Linked DNA regions of Sus scrofa: region 2 is linked to region 1. A link is a contact called in public Hi-C data. All regions are on one chromosome and are shown on one strand. Each heading gives the region's core, a stretch centred on a gene start, on an enhancer-like site or on the middle of the called end of the contact. The rest is flanking DNA. Distances are from core to core; before and after follow the strand shown.

Region 1 (5,931 bases), core at 1,826-4,325:
ATCAGTTGTCTTTCATTCCCTTTTGTCCAAGAATGATCAGCAGTAAAATATTTCAAACACACAGAAAAAGAGAGGTAAATAAAACCACCCAGACTTGACAGAGGTGAACACTCCACTGTATGCATACACTTAATATATTTTTAAATAAAGCTCTTCACTCATCACTGCCACATTTATAAGACTATTTGGCTTTTTGCTGTAACAGGTCCTATGAACACATCTTTGTGTATAAATCTCTGAAGTGGCTGCACAGCTCTCAGCTCCACAGTCTGTACTGTTCCAATATGGCCCACGTCACAGGGCAGGGGCTGAGACCAAGTGCTGTGGTGGTTGCAGTGTGGCTTTGGGTCCATTCAGATTTGAGTTCCAATCCTGCCAACTAGCCAAGCAAGTTTTGACAGATGTCTGTACCTAGTTTCTCATTTATAAAATAGGAATAATAACACCTACCTTGTAGAGATGTTGGGAGGTGATGTTAAGTAAAGCATCGGAAGAGTACCCAGCATGTGCTAAGTGGTTAAGATCAGCTTGTGCATCTCTTGCATGTACCAAACAACCCTTACAGAGCATGGGTCCATATCCAACTGAAACCAATCAACCACTACCTAGATAATTAAGATAATTAACAACCCCTTACATGTGGGCTGATACATGTCACCATCTCTAGCTCAGTGAAATGGCAGTCTTTTTTTTTTTTTTTTTTTTTTTTTTTTTTTAATAGTGGGAAATGACTTTTCCCCATGCTTCTGATTTCAAAAATGTCATGGAATTTTACAGTTTTATAGCATTTACCGTTATGTAAAATCAAATCAGCCCATGAGCGAAGGAAGCAGTTGGTTACAAAAGCAAGGTGCCCTGTGACCACAGACATTATTTGGCTGTCTTTATTTAAGCATCTTCTTCTTTTCATATCCTTAGGTTTGTCTATTGTCCTTAGAGCAAATGGCCTTTAAAAGGCCACACGTTTAACTCAGTGGTTCTTAACCATGGCTGAGGCTCAAACTCACCTGGTCTTTGAAAAAAGAAATCTGGGAGTTCCCGTCGTGGCGCAGTGGTTAACGAATCCGACTAGGAACCATGAGGTTGCGGGTTCGGTCCCTGCCCTTGCTCAGTGGGTTAACGATCCGGCGTTGCCGTGAGCTGTGGTGTAGGTTGCAGACGCGGCTCGGATCCCGCGTTGCTGTGGCTCTGGCGTAGGCCGGTGGCTACAGCTCCGATTAGACCCCTAGCCTGGGAACCTCCATATGTCGAGGGAGCGGCCCAAGAAATAGCAACAACAACAACAAAAAAGACAAAAGACAAAAAAAAAAAAAAAAAAAAAAAAAGAAATCTGCCTACCCTGTTATCTATCATCTATCTATCCATCTATCCCAAGACCCCCAACCAAGACAGACTCTGTGAGCGGGAGTGATGAGGGTAGAGTAAGAGTGGGATGGATTCATGTTCCACTCAGGTGAGGCTGTTATAGATCCAGAAGTGAGAATTACACTGGGTTACCTATCAGAAATGGTACCTACCAGAGAAGCAGTACAAGATTTTGGAATTAATCAGAAAGTCTTTTTTTTTTTTTTTTTTTTTTTTTTTTTTTTTAATACCCTTCAATAACTTTGCAAGCAGGATGGTGCTATTCCAAGTCTTCTGTTGCAAATTATGTCTTCCATAGGAATGAGGCATACACAAAGTCCATCCAAGCACAATGTAAATCAAAACACATGTCCACCTCTTGGAGCAAAAGCACTCAGACCATCAAACTGGATTCCACTGGAATGAGTCTGTGTGACACCATACTGAAGTAATCGTAACCCCCCCCCCAAAGAAAGTTCTGTGAAGGATAGCCAAAAATACAAAGAACATTGGACTTAACTTTCTAAAAAAAAATTTTTTTTTAATTGCACAGTGCACACACTGTATCCTTCTGCAAACATCCACACTGTGTGAGAAACTGGCCTAAGAGCACGCTCTTTTCCAGACGTGCCTGTTCTGCCAGTACTCACCTTCCCTCTCCCTCTTCTTCTTTACTGCCAATAGCTGAACGCTCTCGAGGTAATGGGGCAGAGAAGTGCATCTGAAGACAGAGACCATTAAGAAATCACGGGTTGGAGTTCCCGTCGTGGCGCGTGGTTAACGAATCCGACTAGGAACCATGAGGTTGCGGGTTCGGTCCCTGCCCTTGCTCAGTGGGTTAACGATCTGGCGTTGCCGTGAGCTGTGGTGTAGGTTGCAGACGCGGCTCGGATCCCACGTTGCTGTGGCTCTGGCGTAGGCCGGTGGCTACAGCTCCGATTGGACCCCTAGCCTGGGAACCTCCATATGCCGCGGGAGCGGCCCAAGAAATAGCAACAACAACAACAACAACAAAAGAGAGACAAAAGACAAAAAAAAAAAAAAAAAAAGAAAAAAAAATCACGGGTTGCTTTAAAAAAAAAAAAAGAAATCAATCACGGGTCTGTTTATTTATTACAGTTTCCATGGCAAGAGCCAAACAACTGTTTCAAAGCAACAACAATAAAGGAAAGAACCTCTCAGGCAGGCAAACCCTACAGAGAAAGTAAAAGTTATAGGCCCCGCATGAGACGATGCCATGTGTCCTTCCCCAAACCAAGGGGCCTGGCTCATCATGGGGCTGGCCACATGCACAGACAAACTCCAGACACCAAGAACCCACTCCTAGAAAGGGCTCACTTTCCTATGTATGTTTGGGGATCCTGTTGCTAAGTTTCTCTTTCAAATGGCTTCCAAGTATCAGACCGTGAAATCTCTGGGGCTTTCCGGGCCACCTAATTCCAAGTAATCAGGAATCTGAGTAGGGGCAGAATGCTGGCTGACCTCTTTCTACAAGCAGAGACCTAGGATCCGGGCCACTGAGATGTTTAGCTAGCTCTCTCCACCTGGACAGAGTCAGCAGGTGAAATGTTTTCTAGGGCTTGGGGAGGACAAATCCAAAGCTGGCCCCTCTCCCTGTGAGAAAGCAGGGCCACCAGACTTATTAGTAACAGAGTAGTAAACTCCCTCACTGCAACCTCATCCCTACCTGTCACCTTTGCCCTGGACCCAAGTGCCTTGGCCTACGTCAACTGCAACAAAGTTGCTTTCTCTTCCAATAAAGGCTCCAAGTATCTAATCATTAGTTTCTCCAACCATCCAACCTAATGACAGTGTTCTTGACTAGCTTCCAAGAGGCCCCCCTTCCCCAAGGAAGCGAGTGGAAAATTAGGCAGAGAGAGAATGGTGAAAGCAGCAGTTTCTAATCATTAACTTGCCTTTTTTTTTTTTAAAGGGAGGAAATTCCCTCTGTGGATTTCCTTACAGCAGAAATGGTATCTCAGCTTTGGACTTGCCCCTACATTCATTCATGCTGGTACTTTTTATTCAGTTTTGATAGTAGGTAGGTTCCCCCCTGCCTAAAAACCCAGGGGAAAAAACCCAATTCTTTAATTTACTCACATCCTGCTAGGCTTTCTTAGCCTAATCACTTCACACCAGCTTCACCTTCAACTGCAACACCCTAGTGTGAAGGAAGGGGAACAGGTTTCTTGGAGGTTTCCCGGATCTCAGATCAGAGGGAACGAGGGACCTCTACTTGGCTCCCTCGCCCCCATCCCCAACAGCAGGGGTCCCTGAGGCTATTTCAAAAAAAAAACCCACAAAAAACAAAAGGTCAGTATGCTCAGTCCTAGAAGAAACCTTACCTCCAAGATTTGGGGGGGCAGAAAGAACAAATTAAGTAAAGTAACTGACAAAATCTGGTAACTGCCAGTTCCTGAGAACCCAAGAGATAAACAGTGAGAGTTATCCCCAACCTGTAGGTGGATGAAGAGAAGAAATAAAAGAACGGGGTGTGCTACAGATTGGGAGAGGAACTCCCCTCCTGTCCTGGGGGTGCCCCCGTGTCCCTGGCTTTGGGAGACCACTCGACCAGCAAGGTTGACAGCTGCTCACACATGCAAAAGCACATAACACTTGTTCCACTTGCAACCTGGGCCTGGGGGCTGGTTTTATCCAAAGGGTGATTTTTAATTCTTTATTTTTTTTTTTTTTCCTATCGTGGCAGTTCACACTGTGCCTCATCCTGGCCTTTATATTGAGGCTAAGCCACACGGAGGCGGACATTAAAAGGCGGTCAGGAAGGAGGCACGCGTGGAGGAAGGAGGAAGTGGCAGTAAAGAGGGGCCATGATGCCCCCTTTGGTTGATGATAGTTGTGATTTTAGGGGAGGGGTAGTGAGGATTGTGTGTAGATAATATGAGCCCCAGGCTAGTCCAGATAATATGTGAGATAGAACTATAAAATAAAGACACCCATTTTACTGCCTGGCTGCTGAACTGAATACATATGTCAACCACAGGTCATTATTTTTTTAAAACCCCGGGCTGGCGAACCACTTCCAGCTCCTCGTATGCAACATTGTTTACCACCAAAGCCCAGTTCCATAGCCCTGGATGTATGGGCCACGGCTACGTGGAACTCTGCCCTCTGAAATCCCCGTGTCTCCGTCTAGTTTACACACTGACTCTGGCATTATATTCTTAAACTATAAAGTCTTCCATTTATGCCCATTCCGAAAGCCTAAGCAAACAAAACTAGTCTAAGAAACGGCCAGTTTACTCTGGAAATCTGATCCTCTCCTTGCCCAGGAACCACATGGATGTCAAGGAGCTCACATGTCAGTTCTCCCTCTGTCCCCAACAGCCCCTGGACTTTGGGAGAAGGCCTGTCTTTTCTTTGGAGTTTAGTTTTCTCCTTTTTTAAAAAATGAGGCGCTGTCTAGACAAACAGCCCAACGCCGTTTAGCTGTAAATGCTGTTTTGCAAGGCTGAAAGATCTGAGACTGTGTGTGCCAAGAGGGCTTCAACATGTAAGTACTTTATTCACCCTTTTAATTCTCTCTAGAACCCTATGAGGCAGGTATTATAAGGATGACCCCGATTTTTTAGTTGGAGAAATCAGAGAGGTCGAACTGCTTGCCTTGTGCCACACAGCAGTGGGAGAGCGGGGGTAGGAACTCAGGCAGTCAGCTCTAAGGTGAGGACTCGTAACCTCCATGGATACAGGATCACAGGGAGACCTGAGGACTCAGTTTCCTTCATGTCTGCGTGCTTAGGTGAGAGAGGGAGTCTGAGAACCACAGTTTATCTGCCAGTGGACAGCACTTACAAAGAGCCAAGACAAAAAGGAGCCAGTGCCTTCTCTACCACCTGCTGGATTCCCTGCATTATTTAGTGCACACATCACCATAGACAAACACAAGCCACTGTTTGGCAATGGATGATTCTGGCAGCAAAGCCAGAAGTCACTAAAAAACAAATCGATCGGCTTGGGATCTCTTTGCCACCTACTGCCCTAACTGTGCAGTGAAGGGGCACACAGGAAAGAGTCAAAGGATACTGGATGAGGGAACACCAGAGGCCAGGCAAGGAGGGCAACTTTAAGACCGGTTTAGAAAAATAAGCCGTCTCTAAAGGTCTTCCAAACATGGTCAGAGGTCCTGACTGTGCATTCTGGACTCTCAGCTTTAGCCTCTTTAAAAGCAGGTGCCTTTCCCTAAGCCCCAGGCTAATCCAGCAAGATCTTTACGGAGGAAAAAGACAACACGCTTGCTCACGTTTAAAACTGGTCCAGTAAGAACCCTCAACCCCAAGAACTCTACCAGGAAAGCTCTTGCCAGTTCACTGCAGAGAAGTAGTGATGAGCATTTATACGGCTATTTTGATTCTAAGCTTATAGCACCAGGGCCCAAGATCCTGAATTGGGCCTCTTTTCAATGCTTATTTACTATAGAGAAGTTTCATTAAAAACGAGCGTTGTTTAGTTCTGTGCCCTTTGGGTTTTTTCCGTCATTAATCCTTTTGGAGCAGGGTGGGGCTGGGCTGTGAACAATACAATATAACTGGTTGCAGTTGTCCTTATGCAACCCAGCACATCCACATCCAA
Region 2 (5,931 bases), core at 2,565-5,064, 330 kb after region 1:
AGGTCATTTGTTCAAGCTCACACAGCCTCGAAAGAATTGGAGCTAGAAGAGCACTCAAACCCGGACTGCCTAGCAATAAACCCTGGGAACTTTCTGCTGAGAAGGGGGTGCTTTGCCAGAGAAGAAAGACGCCCTCAACTCAACTTGCCCCCTGCCCCCATTTCATACATAGTCACTGCTCTCTCCTGGTGCCATCTGGGGCCTCTCACCTCTACCACGTTTCTCCAAGATTATAAAATTCTCCAGATCACTCAGTCATGCAGGGACCCTGATTTTCCTTCTTTGCCAGAGCAACCCATAGTCATCTTTTTCCAGTATATCAAAGAGTGACTTTTAGGATGAGAGCATGGAAAGCTCTCTTCGTTTTGCCATGTCTACAACATGCTTAGGTAGGAATATGCTAGGGTTCAAAAGCAGGGCCAGTTTTATCAATGATACTCTTTCAGCCATTAAAACAGATCTATACACCTATACATTTATAGATACATACATACTTATATACATGGATAAATATGAATATTTATGCATACATATAATATAAATACTTCTCTCCTCTCTCTTTTTTTTTTTTTTAATTATCTTTTTGCCTTTTCCAGGGCCACTTCCTGCGGCATATGGAGATTCCCAGGCTAGGGATCTAATCGAGCTTAGCCGCCGGCCTACGCCACAGCCACAGCAACGTGGGATCCAAGCCGTGTCTGTAACCTACACCACAGCTCATAGCAATGCCGGATCCTTAACCCACTGAGCAAGGCCAGGGATTGAACCCGCAACTTCATGGTTCCTAGTTGGATGCATTAACCACTGCACCACGACGGGAACTCCTAATATAAATACTTCTCTTATGACTCAATAAAGTTCATTTTATATTTTGGAGATAAACAGGTCCATGATTGTTGGAGCTTCATCTGAATTAGACCTCAGGCAAAAAAGCGGGGTTTGCTTCTGCTAGAAAAGGAAGATACACTGGGAGTCACCAGGGCCACAGCAAATCTTTTTATTTTTTTGTCTTTTTGCCATTTCTTGGGCCGCTCCCGCAGCATATGGAGGTTCTCAGGCTAGGGGTCTAATCGGAGCTGTAGCTGCCAGCCTACACCAGAGCCACAGCAACACGGGATCCGAGCCGTGTCTGCAACCCACACCACAGCTCACGGAATGCCGGATCGTTAACCCACTGAGCAAGGGCAGGGATCGAACCGCAACTTCATGGTTCCTAGTCGGATTCGTTAACCACTGCGCCACGACGGGAACTCCCCACAGCAAATCTTAAGCAGGGCTTTGCCTGCAGTCTCTGTTCCCAGCCCCAGGGGACTGAGAGTCAAGGCCATGGTCTACCTTCTTCCCAGCTCCTCGATTCATTCAACCACATCATCTCCAAAGTGCCTCATAATTGGCTGCCTTGTGTGGGTATTTTCACTCCTCAAACCCAAGGAGCGATTAGGTCTTTTAAACAATGACTTTTGTGATGACCACGATATCCAGATCATTCTCGGTTCTTAATCAAAGTTGCCAGCAGGTGAATTCACAGCACTTGCCCAAAGGATGTTGCAATAGCTCACTGACTTCCTGTTTCAATATGACTATCATTTCAAAAGAACTACTCCCAAGGCGGAGAAAAGAAAATTCAAGTACATGTGAAATCTAACTGAATGTAACATAGACAATAATTCATGTTTTCCAAATGAATCAAAATGTGAATCAAGCTTGGGGAATGTATTTGATCCTCTCGGGATTACATCACAGGTAATTTCATACCCTCATAACGTGTTTTGAAACAGATATTTCATGTTTCCAGGGGCAACATCAGAAGCATTATTCCTGGGCTTTCAAGTGTTTTCATGAGCAGTGACGCCATATTGGAAGGCCAAGAGCTGATCCATTACAGATATACTTTTCTGACTGTAAATCATTTAGAAACATACGGATTATGCTGATCTTTATCATTCTTGGTGCCAGATCCACACAAGACACAGATACTGACAACAGACAGGCACTAAATTTGATCAAAAGACAAAAGTACCTTACATGACCTCAGGGGCCCTTATCAATCTCGTTCAGCTATACGACAGACTAAAATGGAGCAAGCTTTGAGTCATAAAAGCTTAGAGGCTTTTGAGACCTCCACAGAAACTAGGGCTCTCTCCTCCCAGAAATGCATATTCACACCTGGTTTTTTTAGGGCCCTGGGCCCTCTAAAGACCATCCACTGACCTCTTACAAATCTATGGACACCAAGAGTCTTTAAAAAAAAAAAAAATCTCTCTTGCACTCATGTTGGATTGAAATGTCAAGAAAACTTTGTAGTGGGGTTGGGGGTGGGAGATATGTTTACTCCATCCTCTGAGAGAAGGCCTGAGAGATTCTATTATTGCTCTCTGCACTGGACCTGGGTGTTGCCTAGTTCTATGGCGACACCAGGAAGGGCCCCATTGGCTCTTCCCATTGGCAGCTGCTGGAGCCACCGTGCTGCATCCAGGAGGGCCATTCTGGACCTCTGTTTGGCAAGCTGGTGAAGATTTCACCATTTTCCCCACCACCCTGAACCTCAGTATCTATCTCCCCATGAATCCTCAACTCTGTTCTAAAACCAAAGAATCATAAAGAACGTATAGCAAAGACCAAAACCAAAAACAAAACCTAGGCCCCCACTTATTACAATCCTAGGTCTCTGTAGGTCTTTGGAAAGGGACACACGTGATGAACCAGAGCATCCAGAATTAATTTGATGGTGGTTTTTCTACGTGGCTGAAGAGGCCACACAGCTGTTTCTCAAAAGTCAGTCTTTAGGCCACCTCTATCCTCAGCACCCGAGGAGAACTTAAACTTGAAGTTTCCTGGGGTGCCACCCAGACCTGTGAATGAGACTCTATGTCTTTAAGAACCCCCCGCTCACCAATCCTTAAGCCCTCTCACAGCCGAGCCCTCCTGGTCCAAGGCTCCTCTGCTTTGTCTTCCCTCAACTTCCCACAACAAGATAACCACCTCCAGCGGTGATGGGCCTTGAAAGAGAAATATCCATAAAGGCCAGGAAATCCTTGTAAAGTCAGAGACAACACATTCGGTCCCAAGAACCCGAGCTCCAGTTCATCTGCGGAGATCCTATCACTCGGTTATTTGCCAATTTGAAATGAAGCAGGTCCTGACGTTCAGCACCACCAAAGGGTTCAAGGCAACAGTGCCCAGCCGCTGAGAGGGATGGGTCCCTGAAGGCCAAGCAAACAAACCCAGCCCCGGAGCACAGCACTTGCAGAGCATTGCCGGGACAATGACTTCCAACAGGGGAAGCTCATGGCCGGCTGAGTCAGCCCTTCCCCTATCCCACCCCCACCCCTGCTCTTCCAAAGATTACTTAATCACCCTGGATTTTAGACCTCAGACCGAGGAAGACTGCTGTCTTAGCCTTCAGAAGAGAGAAGCCATCATCAAGCAAGGTTTGTCCTGCTAGTATAAATATTTATTTACCCCTCCGATTAATAGGTATTTATCGACTATCCTCTAGAGGCGAGGCACTGCGTGGACATCAGGGAACCAAACCCAGAAGCTGCCCTGCTCCATTCGGCCAGGACACCGCTTCTGAAAACAATGTCTCTTTCCCCATGTCCTCTGACCTCATTCGCCATCTCCTGCTGAAGACACACAGTGGAGTAACAGCGGAGAGAGCCAGGCGACCGGCCCCGGCATTTCGAAAGGACCGAACTTGGCGAGAACTTCAACACTGTTTAAAAACAGGACCGATCCTCCTCTCTCCGGCAACCCTGTGCCCTTGCCTTCCCAGGAAACCCTCACTAAGACCTGGAGTTGGCAGCCCTGCGTGTCACAAAGCAGCCTCAGCCAAAACCAATCTCAACTCAGGGCAGAATAAAGCCGTTGGTTGTCTGGAGGGCTGAATGTCTTTCCCCGAGACAATAGCGTGTTTATGTGTCAGAGGGTTATAGGGGCAGGTTAACATAAAACCCACCGTAAACAGAGCTGTTAATTCAGTTGCTGGCAGGGGCTTCTGTTATCTTCTGAATACCTCCCAGAGGGTATAAGCCCTACCTTTTCATTTGAGTTGGCAGCAGAGTTATTTTTTTGCACCTGTTGCTCTGCTCCAATAACAACGCAGTTAAGCATTGATTTGTTGGAAAATAAACAGAAAAAAGCAAAGAAAGGCATCTGCCCAAACAGCCTGAGCTGGTTCGACTGAGAGTTCATGCCAATTTGTTTTTCCTATAAAAACCAAAGAAAAACCCATGCTTTCAGTTTGAAGGCTACCCTCCCACTCCCTCCGAAGAAAAGGTGGTATCAAAGAGGCCAGCCAGAGCTGGCAGGGCCAAGAAGCCAGAAGACACTGTACTTTTCCATTGGCTGGCTCTGTGAGGGCACTGAGGGGTGTCCAAGATCCACAGAATGACATGGCCAGCCTCCAGCCAGCCCAGATTAAGATCCTGATCCGATTAACAAGGGCAGGGAAAGGGGCTGCCGGGGTATGACCAAAACTCAAACCACACTCTTCCAAATGGTTGACTTCTGAAACTCAGTGTGGCTCAGGGAGTAGGTGTGGTCTAGGGGTTACCTCCTAAAGCAGGGACTCAGCGTGCCTCTCCCAAAGACTTCTTCCATCCAGCCCTGGGCAAGCAGTATGATTTGAAAATCCCCGTTGTCTGGACCAGAGCTTTCCCAGCAGGGCAAGGACGCTGGCCATTCCTCCCTCCAAGGCGACCTGTGGATACGCACTCAGGTGCAGCCAAGTGACTTGAAGTCCCAGGTGAAAAGGACCTGAGATGTTGACAGTGCAATGGCTGCACTAACTCAGGCATCACCGCCGCGCTCTCATTTCTCAACAGTTTGTCAATATCACATGATGCGCTCAAGCCCAAAAGAGTCACAAATAGCTAAACAAATCACTCAAATGGAGATCATGACAATGCTAATTAAGCAATGGCATCATCACCCAGCCTTCAACACACACAGTCAGGAGAAGCCTCTTAATATCTCTCTCTAAGCCTTGAGCAGAAAGCCTAGGATGTGGGCAACATGCCAGGGTCCCCGAGATTATCACCTCCCTCTGCAGCTTCCTCTCCGCCACAGGACCTTCATTATCACCAGACCCCTGGCTTCAGGGGGAGCCCAGAGGTGGGGGACGGCCTCAGAAATGCCACTTCTCAAGGAGCGTTAAGGACTGGGTGTCCCGACAGGGGAGGGATATGGCTGGCTGAGCATTCCCAAGCATTCCTGTCATGAGCAGGGCAGGGAGTGGAGTGCCTCGGAACCAGACTGGGCAGCCAGAAAAAGAAAAGATTCAACAACACCCTCAGTCGACTGAAAAATAAATAAGACCTAGGGCGCAGGAATGCGGGAAGGGTGGAGGGAGGTAAGAGGTGGGAATGGAAGCCAGGAAGGAGTTGGGATGGACTGGGACAATGAATCTGGCCATTTCAAGATTCGAGTTTCTTCCCAGAGAAAGATTAAGATGCTCCCACCAAGGAAAGATCAACAGCCACCAACTTGGGATCTCACTGACTTTAGATTTTCAGAACAACCACCGCAATTATGACAGGGATGAAAGTTTATATTTCTTGAGCGTTTACAATGTGCTAGGAATTGAGCTAGGCTTTATAGGAATGGTCTCACTCACTCCTGGCAAGAGCCCCAGACGCTGGTACTAATATTATGCCCATTTTACAGATAAAAGGAGGCACAGAGACTTTAAGCAACTTATTTGAAGACACAAAGCTAGAAAATAGATCAGATGTATTACAGTAAACAAATCGGGGCCTGGGGGGAAGTGCAATATAATTCTTTGTAGCTTTGAAATAGATCCTTGTATTTTTTTAAGAGGAGGAGGATGTCTCTTAGGATCACCTACTTTTATTAGTGAAGTCAAGATCCTCTCAGTACTTAATTTTTTCCCCCTAAATGTGAATAAGAGGCATACTAAGCATCTTTGTG

Evidence for each region. Hi-C and Micro-C count contacts between places; a contact is called where the count stands out from the background.
Region 2: a contact with region 1 is called in a Hi-C map of liver, with 5 times the contacts expected there. The contact joins two enhancer-like sites. A contact is called at or near these places in 1 of 47 Hi-C or Micro-C datasets (liver) and 1 of 2 datasets of contacts at active chromatin or transcription factors (alveolar macrophages).

The regions. Positions count from the first base shown.
Region 1 is chr2:25,993,581-25,999,511 of Sscrofa11.1, forward strand. No RefSeq gene overlaps it. Among named protein-coding and RNA genes, the nearest start is that of MIR1343, 70 kb to the right of the region's middle. Within about 2 kb of position 3,076, at least 31 of the 83 cell types and tissues checked have an H3K27ac peak or open chromatin away from gene starts, as enhancers often do. A contact at or near this core is called in alveolar macrophages and liver, where this site is marked.
Region 2 is chr2:26,318,192-26,324,122 of Sscrofa11.1, forward strand. All of the region lies in intron 2 of EHF (ETS homologous factor), which reads right to left. Among named protein-coding and RNA genes, the nearest start is that of EHF, 19 kb to the right of the region's middle. Within about 2 kb of position 3,815, at least 29 of the 83 cell types and tissues checked have an H3K27ac peak or open chromatin away from gene starts, as enhancers often do. A contact at or near this core is called in alveolar macrophages and liver, where this site is marked.